Regions from separate parts of the Triticum aestivum genome. Here regions 2 and 3 are each linked to region 1. A link is a contact called in public Hi-C data. All regions are on one chromosome and are shown on one strand. Each heading gives the region's core, a stretch centred on a gene start, on an enhancer-like site or on the middle of the called end of the contact. The rest is flanking DNA. Distances are from core to core; before and after follow the strand shown. Region 1 holds the start of LOC123070205 (dual-specificity RNA methyltransferase RlmN). Region 2 holds the start of LOC123070200 (carbonic anhydrase, chloroplastic). Region 3 holds the start of LOC123070209 (5'-deoxynucleotidase HDDC2).

Region 1 (2,809 bases), core at 111-2,610:
AACAAGCTTACATTATTCTACATATGGTGCCTCTTTCTATATAGAGGTTTTAGGTCGGTGCTATAGTAACCGAACTGCTACGATAACCGACCTAGGCAGCCAGAGGCGGGTCCACCATGGGGCCTGGGTGTACAGCTCAGCTTATCTAATCTTCCTTAACTACAAGTCAACTAAGACCAAAATATCCTTAAAAAGCTGCTAATACAGGACATAAGGAATATCCTAACACATTTTACCAAACTCAAATTGACTTCTTGCTCTTCCATGCATGCATCTCTTTGGTAAAAGACAAGATTAACTCTAATAGTAATTATGTATCGTAGATGAAGCAATAGAAATCATGTTAAACACCAGTTAAGTGATAGATATAGTGATTCAAAAACTAGTACTGAACCTAAATCTTTCATGGATAACGAACTTGGTGATTTTGAACTTTTTGTGAAAATAGTCATCCGGCATGAAGTAGTTTCTGCAGTCAATTTAGCTAGCACGAACTTAATACAGTCAAAGGATATGCTTGCAGATGTTCATACTGTTGTTTTTGATGCATTGTAAATAGCAAAAGAAAACCAGATATCTCCCCACAAGGAAAATAATAGCATTAGCTATGATAGCACTTCGAAATTATGTTTCCAACAATATTTCTTGCAAAAAACCAGTTGAAGATTCTGTATCAAGGTATGCTAGAACAACTGAAGGAGGCACGTTTCAAGTAGTAAAAAACAGACTAGCAGCTATAGGTCTCAAGTTTTGAGCAAGACGTTATTCTTGGCGAAAATTGTGGTATCATTTGTCAGACTGAGCTTCAGATTTCGCACCAGGCCCCGCATTTCTCAAGTGCCGACGATAATTCACGGGAAGAAATAAAACTCAAACCTACCAGCCAGCTCGTCGTGGCAATGCGCCCAGACGTTGTTCCCGTAGAGGCATTTCCACAGCATCATGGCCTGTCCCGGTCGGAATCCTTGCGACTGCACCCATTTCTGAGGAAACCCGTGGCAAAATCAGCTCGAACACAAGGGTAGGCCAATGGCTGACAGACGAATCTACGAAACTTGAAGATTGAGAGGGGGCTCTTACCTCGAGCTCTGGGTAGTCCATCCCCTTAAGCATGACCCTGGAGCCTGGCTCGTAGCGGCCGGCGGCAGGGGGCTGTCGGAGAGCGGAGAAGAGGCGTCGCGGCGGGGTAGGGGAGAAGTGGGCGTGGAGGGAGGAGGCGCCCCACCGGAGAAGAGGCAGCGCCGCCATAGGAATTGTTGGTTTGGTATGGTTCCGCGGAGGGATTTTCCTTTGGACCCTCTTATCTGACGCTGGACACATCCTGCATTTCAAACCATCTTATGCCATATCTTTATTTTTAATGTCTGAGTTAGTTGAATAGTATTCACGGTTTATTTTTATTTCATTATTTCAAATTTTTTTATCGCTAGTTTTTTTCGTCCCCTCCTCCCACCCCATTTCGTTTCATCCTCTCACACAACGAAAAATATCTGAACAGATCAGAACTTTTCATGTTGGCGTAAGTTATTTAGTAATGTTTTTATATGAAAGAATCAATCACAATCAATCTCTAAAGATCAAGTCTAAATTAATTAGCCCTACCTTGAATGGCTCAATCACATTTATTGGGAAACAAATGACTGATTTTAAGAAAATTAATGGGTCGTCGCTCTCTGGATCAAACTCCTCCCTCGATCAACGCCGCGTGTTTTCTCTCTTCCTCCAACCTGGCTAGGGTTCCCAGCCCCATCTTCTCCGCCGCCGCCATGTAATCCTCTCCGACCTCGCCTGGAGCAGCCAGCAAGATGCCGCCGCCGTGGCCGCCTCTCTCCCTTCTCTCCTCTTTTTCCCTACCTTTCTCTCTCCTCTAAAGTCTAAACTGTGTGCAGGTCCTCTCCACAGGTGCTGCCATGGCCGTGTCATGGAGCTCGCCCCCGTGGGATGCATGCCCCTCCAATGACGCCCTGTCCAGGTCCTCTGGATCCCGATTTGAGTGTGTTATTTTGCGTCCGATCCTGATTTGGACGGCATTTTTTGAGGCACCGCGAGCGCGCTGGACGGCAAAAAGGGTTGCGTCAAGGAGCGACGCATTGTTGTAAGCCTGTAGCACACCATTGTTGCTACTCCCACCTCGATGGTCTATCTCATGGGTTGCAGATAGGATGTGATATTCTGCAGCGTGGACATCGCCTAGCAATCAGATTTGATGTTGAGAAAGATCCGGCAGGAAGATCTCATCCTGGAACCCAGGAGTGCTTGATTTGATATTGAGAATTCTACTTGCTAGGTATGTACATAGATAGCGTACGGTGTATCCAAAGCTTTGTTTAACCTGAAATTTGTTAAAGCTAATCTCAGATTTAGTAGAAGCCCACAGCGGTTGCAATATTAGAGTTATATCTAGTGTGGGCAACATTGAAAAATTGCATATATCTAATCATCGTATGTGTTATCACCTCTAAAACTGTGCAACATTACTACAAGATAAATCCACGAAGCAGTGTAATACAATTTAAAGAACTTTTAAGCCTTTTTCGAGCAATTAGTCTCCACCTTTCATGGACGGAAGGTGCTTTTGATCTTCTGATTAGTTCCTCCAGATTAGGTTTTGTTCTGCTTGTCAAAGGTTTGTATATGACTGACTTAGATTTGTTTTTCTTCATGCGCATTGTTAGAGTAATATCCATGCACTAAATTTTTTGCATTCTGGATTTCCTTCATGCAGCAGTGTACATGTTTCTTATGATGCCCGTGTGCGTTTACCTTGTCAAGAAGTTCCGCGTGAATGTCAATGCCGATGAAGACAAAG
Region 2 (2,809 bases), core at 130-2,629, 240 kb before region 1:
TCATGGTGATATTGTTGATGAGTATCTCCGCATGAGTGGGTCCACATGCCTTGCATCATTGTACAAGTTCTGCAAGGCTGTGGCAACAGTGTTTGGCCCGGAGTACTTGAGAGAGCCAAATGCCATAGATACAAGCCAGTTGTTAGGGATCAGTGTAGAGAGAGGCTTTTCGGGAATGCTTGGTACCATAGATTGTATGCACTGGGAGTGGAAGAACTGTCTGTTTGCCTGGCAAGGACAATATAAGAGGCATGTGAAAGCTTGCACTTCATACTTGGAAGTTGTGGCTGCACAAGACCTCTGGATTTGACACTCCTTTTTAGGTATGGTTGGGTATCACAATGACATCAACGTGCTACAACGCTCTCCGGCATTTGGAAGGCTTGCAGAAGACAATTGCCCAGAGGTGAACTTTGAGCTCAACAACCACCACTACAACAAAGGATACTACCTAGCTCATGATATCTATCCTCATTGATCAACTCTTGTGAAGACAATCTCCAATCCGATAGTAGAGAAGAGGTCTAGGTTTGCCCAAGCACAAGAGTTCATCCAATTTCATACAGAAATACATGATTAGGAAACTCACATCCAACTCCAAAATGACTTGGTTGAGCACATGTGGGCTCACATTAACAACCAATAGATGTATTTGTTCTTTTTCTTTTAATGTATTTGTGACAATTTAAATATGGTTGTAAGTTATAAAATATGGTTGTAAAGTATTTATTATTGTCGTGTAAAACTATGTGATTTGCTTGGTTGTGCAATGTTAGTTCAAATATATGCATAGAAAAAATTGTGCATATTTGGCCGCTGGCCGACCGGGCGAATCAAATGGGTCGGCGGATTGAGCGCACTTCCCACGAAAACATGAACGAGGCCGGCCACCGCCTCTTTGACGGACCCAATGGACAAAAGACGGATCAAATCCGCATCCGTTTGAATCGTCGCCTTAGAGTTAGCCTTATCTCCCCTTTATTGACGTGAAGATGTTTACCATAGCTAATGATTCACTGAGGCACATCCTGATCACACACTTTTTCTTAGCACATTCTGATCACACACTTCACCCAGTTCATCGCGACCACACCTCACCGTCGGCCCAGGCCCAAGCCCTTGACAATTGATAGGCGGCGGAGGCCGCCAGCAGGCAGAGGCAGGTAGCGGCATACATCCACGTCCACATCGTCATCCATCTCTCTCTCTCAACCGCACTCCCACCTCCCCAACGCCGCGCATTCAAATCCTTGATTTTCCGGCCCCATCCTCCCGCGTGTGGACCAGGATCCGTGCCGCGCGAACCGTTGGCCACGATCCAGCGTCGCGTTATCGCGAGCCTATCCGGTGTCGCGCCGGGGGGATGAGGGCGCCCCGTGCCAGTGGCCGGGATCCACCGGCCGTGGCGAGCCGCACGCCGCCGCGCGCACCCGGCCTTGTGCTTGTCCGCACGCACGCGCTCCCAGCACTATTTGTTGCGCGTATAAGGAGGGCAGCAGGCACTGCCCATCTGCACAATGTCGACCGCCGCGGCTAACTGGTGCTACGCAACCGTCGCGCCCCGTGCCCGCTCCTCCACCATCGTCGCCAGCCTCGGCACCCCCGCGCCCTCCAACTCCTCCTCCTTCCGCCCCAAGCTCATCAGGAACACCCCCGTCCAGGCCGCGCCCGTCGCACCCGCATTGGTACGTACGTTCGCAGCTGCATGCACCATGCATATCGTTCCTCTATCCGGCCGGCAGAGCCCTTGTTAAGCTTAGCTAAGTTTGGCATCATGGCGTGTCCTTTGCTGTTTTGGGAACGACGTACGTGGGTCACGGGTCCCTTTGCTCCACGCCACATGCCTAGATCTTCTTCCCAGAATATGGGAGAACGGCAACCAAAATGCATGTGATGGCTCAACCAAATGCACCTTATTTTCGAGCTCAAAAAACCAAAACGCATTACTGCTGTACAGTTGACCAGCTCTGCACATGGGGCTTGCATGTCACCATGATCCCCTACACTCTTGCAACCTTTTCTATTTATGCGAAAGCAATCATTGAATATTATATACGTGGATCTAACAGACAAATGCATTGTGTTTTTAGTCCTCTCTGCATCCACCATCAACATGCATGTCAACAAACTCTCGATAGAATAATGCGGGACGAACGGGTTTCCAAAGAGGTGGCCAGCGATAATGTTAATTTAACACAATAATGTGCTCTGGATTGAAAATAACTCCACAAAGTCTCAAGTGTACAGGAGAAAGTTTATACTAGTGCAGAAACATGTAGCGGCAGCTTTTCCTTAAAGCGGCAAGGTGGAGTCTATCGGGCATTATTGCTAAGACTGAAGGGACACCAATTACTCTATGTTTCTAGCACTCTCTTGGTTCTTGGAGAAAAATGACCATCCTTTGGCTTTGATGTTGAGTAGTTTGACTTTGATTCTCAAAAGCTTGCAGAAATACTAACGACTAGGTCATCCACTCCGTCAGCTTCGTATTTTTTTTTTATTTTGGATAAGAAGCTTCCTATTTTCCTCTTTTTGAGTTTTCAAACACCGCCAAGGCAAGTTACTACTACACTAAATCCAACTCGAAGGTTATAATAAATCTTCATTTATTTCAGTAAAACAAAGAGTAAGTGCAGAAACATCAAACTTTTGTATCGAAGTATCTAAATAAAACGCGTTAACCATGGAGTTGTTAAGGCAGTTGTTACTTGAGCTTTTATCCAAGTACGTAAGCAGGTACTCCTAAGCTAGGTCTACTCAATGTTTCCATTCTCTTGATTCTTGGAGAAAGATGTACATCCTTTGTCTT
Region 3 (2,809 bases), core at 219-2,718, 230 kb after region 1:
TACATACATAATTGAGCATAGTTCATTACATCCACAAATGACACTTGTTCAAATGACTTAAAACATCTACTGATTCAAATGAAACTTGTTCAAATGACTTAAGGCATCTACCGATTCGAATGACATGAGTTCAAACTACAAGCTCAAGCTCGAGCAATACATTTTCTACACCTAAAAATAGCTCTAAAACGTATAAGACGTTCAATTTGTTCGTCACGCTCACAATTAGGCTTCAGTTGAAAATGCGAGGATCCCGCCCAATTCTCGAACACACCATTCGTTTCGCGGAACCAGCCCCATCGAGCACGGCGGTCCGGAATCTCTGATACGCCTTGAGTGATTGCCCATGCAATGACATGTCCGGGTTTTGTCAAGTCCAGCTCCCGAAATTCTTCTTTGTTGACAGAGAACCCAACCTCCATTGCCAAAACATGTCTGCAAGCATATTCCATCTCATGGAGCTCATGAAGCATCTTCTTTTTTTCTTTCACAAGCCTCCGGTAGACTTTTTCTCCTTAGGATCACAAGGTTCCTTGATAATGTAATACTTGCTAAAATCCATCATGGCCACATTTGCATCATCATACTTTAAACATGCTTCAAGCTCCCTCGTCATACCATGCTGTCGCTCCGGTACAACTTGCTCACACACTACACCCAGACTCATAGCTACAATGTCCATACCAAATATAAGGGTTTAAGATGACAATCAACAAAATAAATCAAATGGACCACACCACTTGGTTACTATTAAGGTGATCTTGATCTTCATTATTTTCTTAAGCCTAACCATAACCCCAAAGATGACCACTAATCATAGCACTAGATCTAGATACACAAACAATTCCAGGCACATAATACATAAGCAAACATAACCCCAAATGCATCATACTAATTGATTTGACCACACCAAAATGATGAACTAGGGTTTGAGAGGTTATGAGCTAATGCGCACAAAACCAAGATTTTAACCAATCAAAATGAGGGGAACTGAGAGAGGTACCTTGGATGATGAAAGTGCTACGAATCCAGCGGAGAAATGTCAACCAAATGAGAGAGATTTGAGAGGATCTTGAACTCGGTGGAGAGGTGAGGTGTGGGGTGTGTTGAATGAGTGTGTGTGGGTGGGTGGGGGGCAAAGGTCCCTCCTCCCAACCTTATCCACCCCAGAAGCCTACAATCAGGACCCTGACGATAGGTGTTAGAAGCCTACCGCTAGGGTCCCTGGCGGTAGGCCCCTTTTTCACGTCAGTCAGAGCTAACGGCCGTTAGGCGCCGTGCCGTCACCTACCGCCACGGCACACGGCGGTAGGTTGTGGGGCCTACCGCCAGGACCCTGCGATAGGCAAAAGAGTCATATTTCAAAAAAAAAAAAACATGGGTCAGATCCTTAAATAAGACAAAAAAGTCAAAACACGAAATTTTGCCTATTAGTGACAACACGGACGGCTGGATGATGACGAGGGGCAAGGTTGGTTCGACAGCGTGGGCGTCCGATTCGACTCGACGTCTGCCGTCTGCCCTGTTCCACAGAAGCAGGAGGGGCGAGCAAAGGACGGCACAAGAGGAGAAGGAAAGCAAAGCCGCCGCCGCCCGCCGATTCCTCCGCCTTTTCCACTGATCCCCTCCAACCCGGCGACCGCGCTCCCTCCGATGGCCGTTAGCTCGCGGCTACCCGCCCCTCCCGTGCGCGGCCTCCTCCGCCGCTCACCGCCGCGTATCCTCCCTCCGAGGCGCCTCGCTTGTGGTGCCCGCGCTGTCTCCGGGAGCCCTGGACCAGGCGGATCGCCCCTGCCCAGGCGGCCGCCGGCGCCGCTAGACGCCGCGGCAGTCGCGCCGCCCTCGCCGGCGTCCTCCGCGGCCTCGTCCGCCGCCTCGGCCATCGATTTCCTCACTCTCTGCCATAGCCTCAAGGTAAACCACGCCATGCTTGCTCCTTCCTTTGCTGGCATTACGTGCTGTACCATCAGATTAGTGATACTCCTAGGTCCTAGCCAAAAGAGTATACCTATAATTTTGATACACCTTTGCTAACTTGAGCTAAATACCGGGGAGCACACAAAAACGATACTCGATCCGAGCAGGGCTTCATATATGCAATTTTTGAAACGATCAACTCGTATAGTGAATTGGTGATTCATGACGTCTCACTATGGCTGCTCAGCTAACAATGTCTAATAAGTAGTATATGATGTGTAGTGCATGAACATGGACTCCGTTTTCAGTTCATGCCTTCATGCCCCCAGATCTCCAGCAGATCACCTATCCACTACATAAAAGCTCTCAATAGTCGAGTATTTCTTCCTCCAACAGATCCCCTATATGGCTGCCAATGCCTAAAAAATTTGGGCGGCCAACTAAAAACCAGGCCCAACCTCCTACATGTAGGGGTGCCCCCTCCCTTGGTGAGCTGAAATTTCAGCCCCTAGTGGCTGAGGGCCATTGCTGCCTCTTGCTGCGCTGCCTTCCCCAGCTATCTGCCACCACCAGAGCTCCGTCCACCACTGCACCATCCCCTCCTCACCCCTGCCACCTGTTTCTCCAGGGTGCACCGCCTTCTGTCCCCTCTGCACAGCCACCGCCTATCCGTAATGTGTGCGCTGCCGTCCTGTGCCCGCTGCTAGAGCTACTTCATGTGCTATTATGGCTCCCTGTCCCCACGTTGCCTCCCCTCCACGTGGGCCGAGCTTGGCTGCTGCAAGTGGCAACACGGCTGCTTCGAGCTGCAGCGCTGTTGAACGTGCTCCAGAGCATCCCAAAGGTAGGGCAGAGCAAGGCGATGGACAACCGGAAGGTGGTGCAGGGCACT

The links. A called contact is a pair of places that touch in the nucleus more often than the background predicts.
Region 2: a Hi-C map of leaf shows a contact between it and region 1, with 5 times the contacts expected there. The contact joins the promoter of LOC123070200 here to the promoter of LOC123070205 in region 1. A contact is called at or near these places in 2 of 5 Hi-C or Micro-C datasets (both in leaf).
Region 3: a Hi-C map of leaf shows a contact between it and region 1, with 9 times the contacts expected there. The contact joins the promoter of LOC123070209 here to the promoter of LOC123070205 in region 1. A contact is called at or near these places in 2 of 5 Hi-C or Micro-C datasets (both in leaf).

Annotation. Positions count from the first base shown.
Region 1 is chr3B:430,694,227-430,697,035 of IWGSC CS RefSeq v2.1, forward strand. It overlaps LOC123070205 (dual-specificity RNA methyltransferase RlmN), which reads right to left and starts at 1,361. Exons shown (of 9, transcript XR_006433536.1): 1 at 1,081-1,361; 2 at 881-983. It overlaps LOC123070206 (a long non-coding RNA gene), which reads left to right and starts at 1,504. Exons shown (of 2, transcript XR_006433546.1): 1 at 1,504-2,287; 2 at 2,729-2,809.
Region 2 is chr3B:430,455,852-430,458,660 of IWGSC CS RefSeq v2.1, forward strand. It overlaps LOC123070200 (carbonic anhydrase, chloroplastic), which reads left to right and starts at 1,380. Exons shown (of 7, transcript XM_044493270.1): 1 at 1,380-1,685. The coding sequence starts at 1,518. It overlaps LOC123065468 (a long non-coding RNA gene), which reads left to right. Exons shown (of 3, transcript XR_006431046.1): 3 at 324-541.
Region 3 is chr3B:430,919,249-430,922,057 of IWGSC CS RefSeq v2.1, forward strand. LOC123070209 (5'-deoxynucleotidase HDDC2) reads left to right here and starts at 1,469. Exons shown (of 8, transcript XM_044493284.1): 1 at 1,469-1,914. The coding sequence starts at 1,654.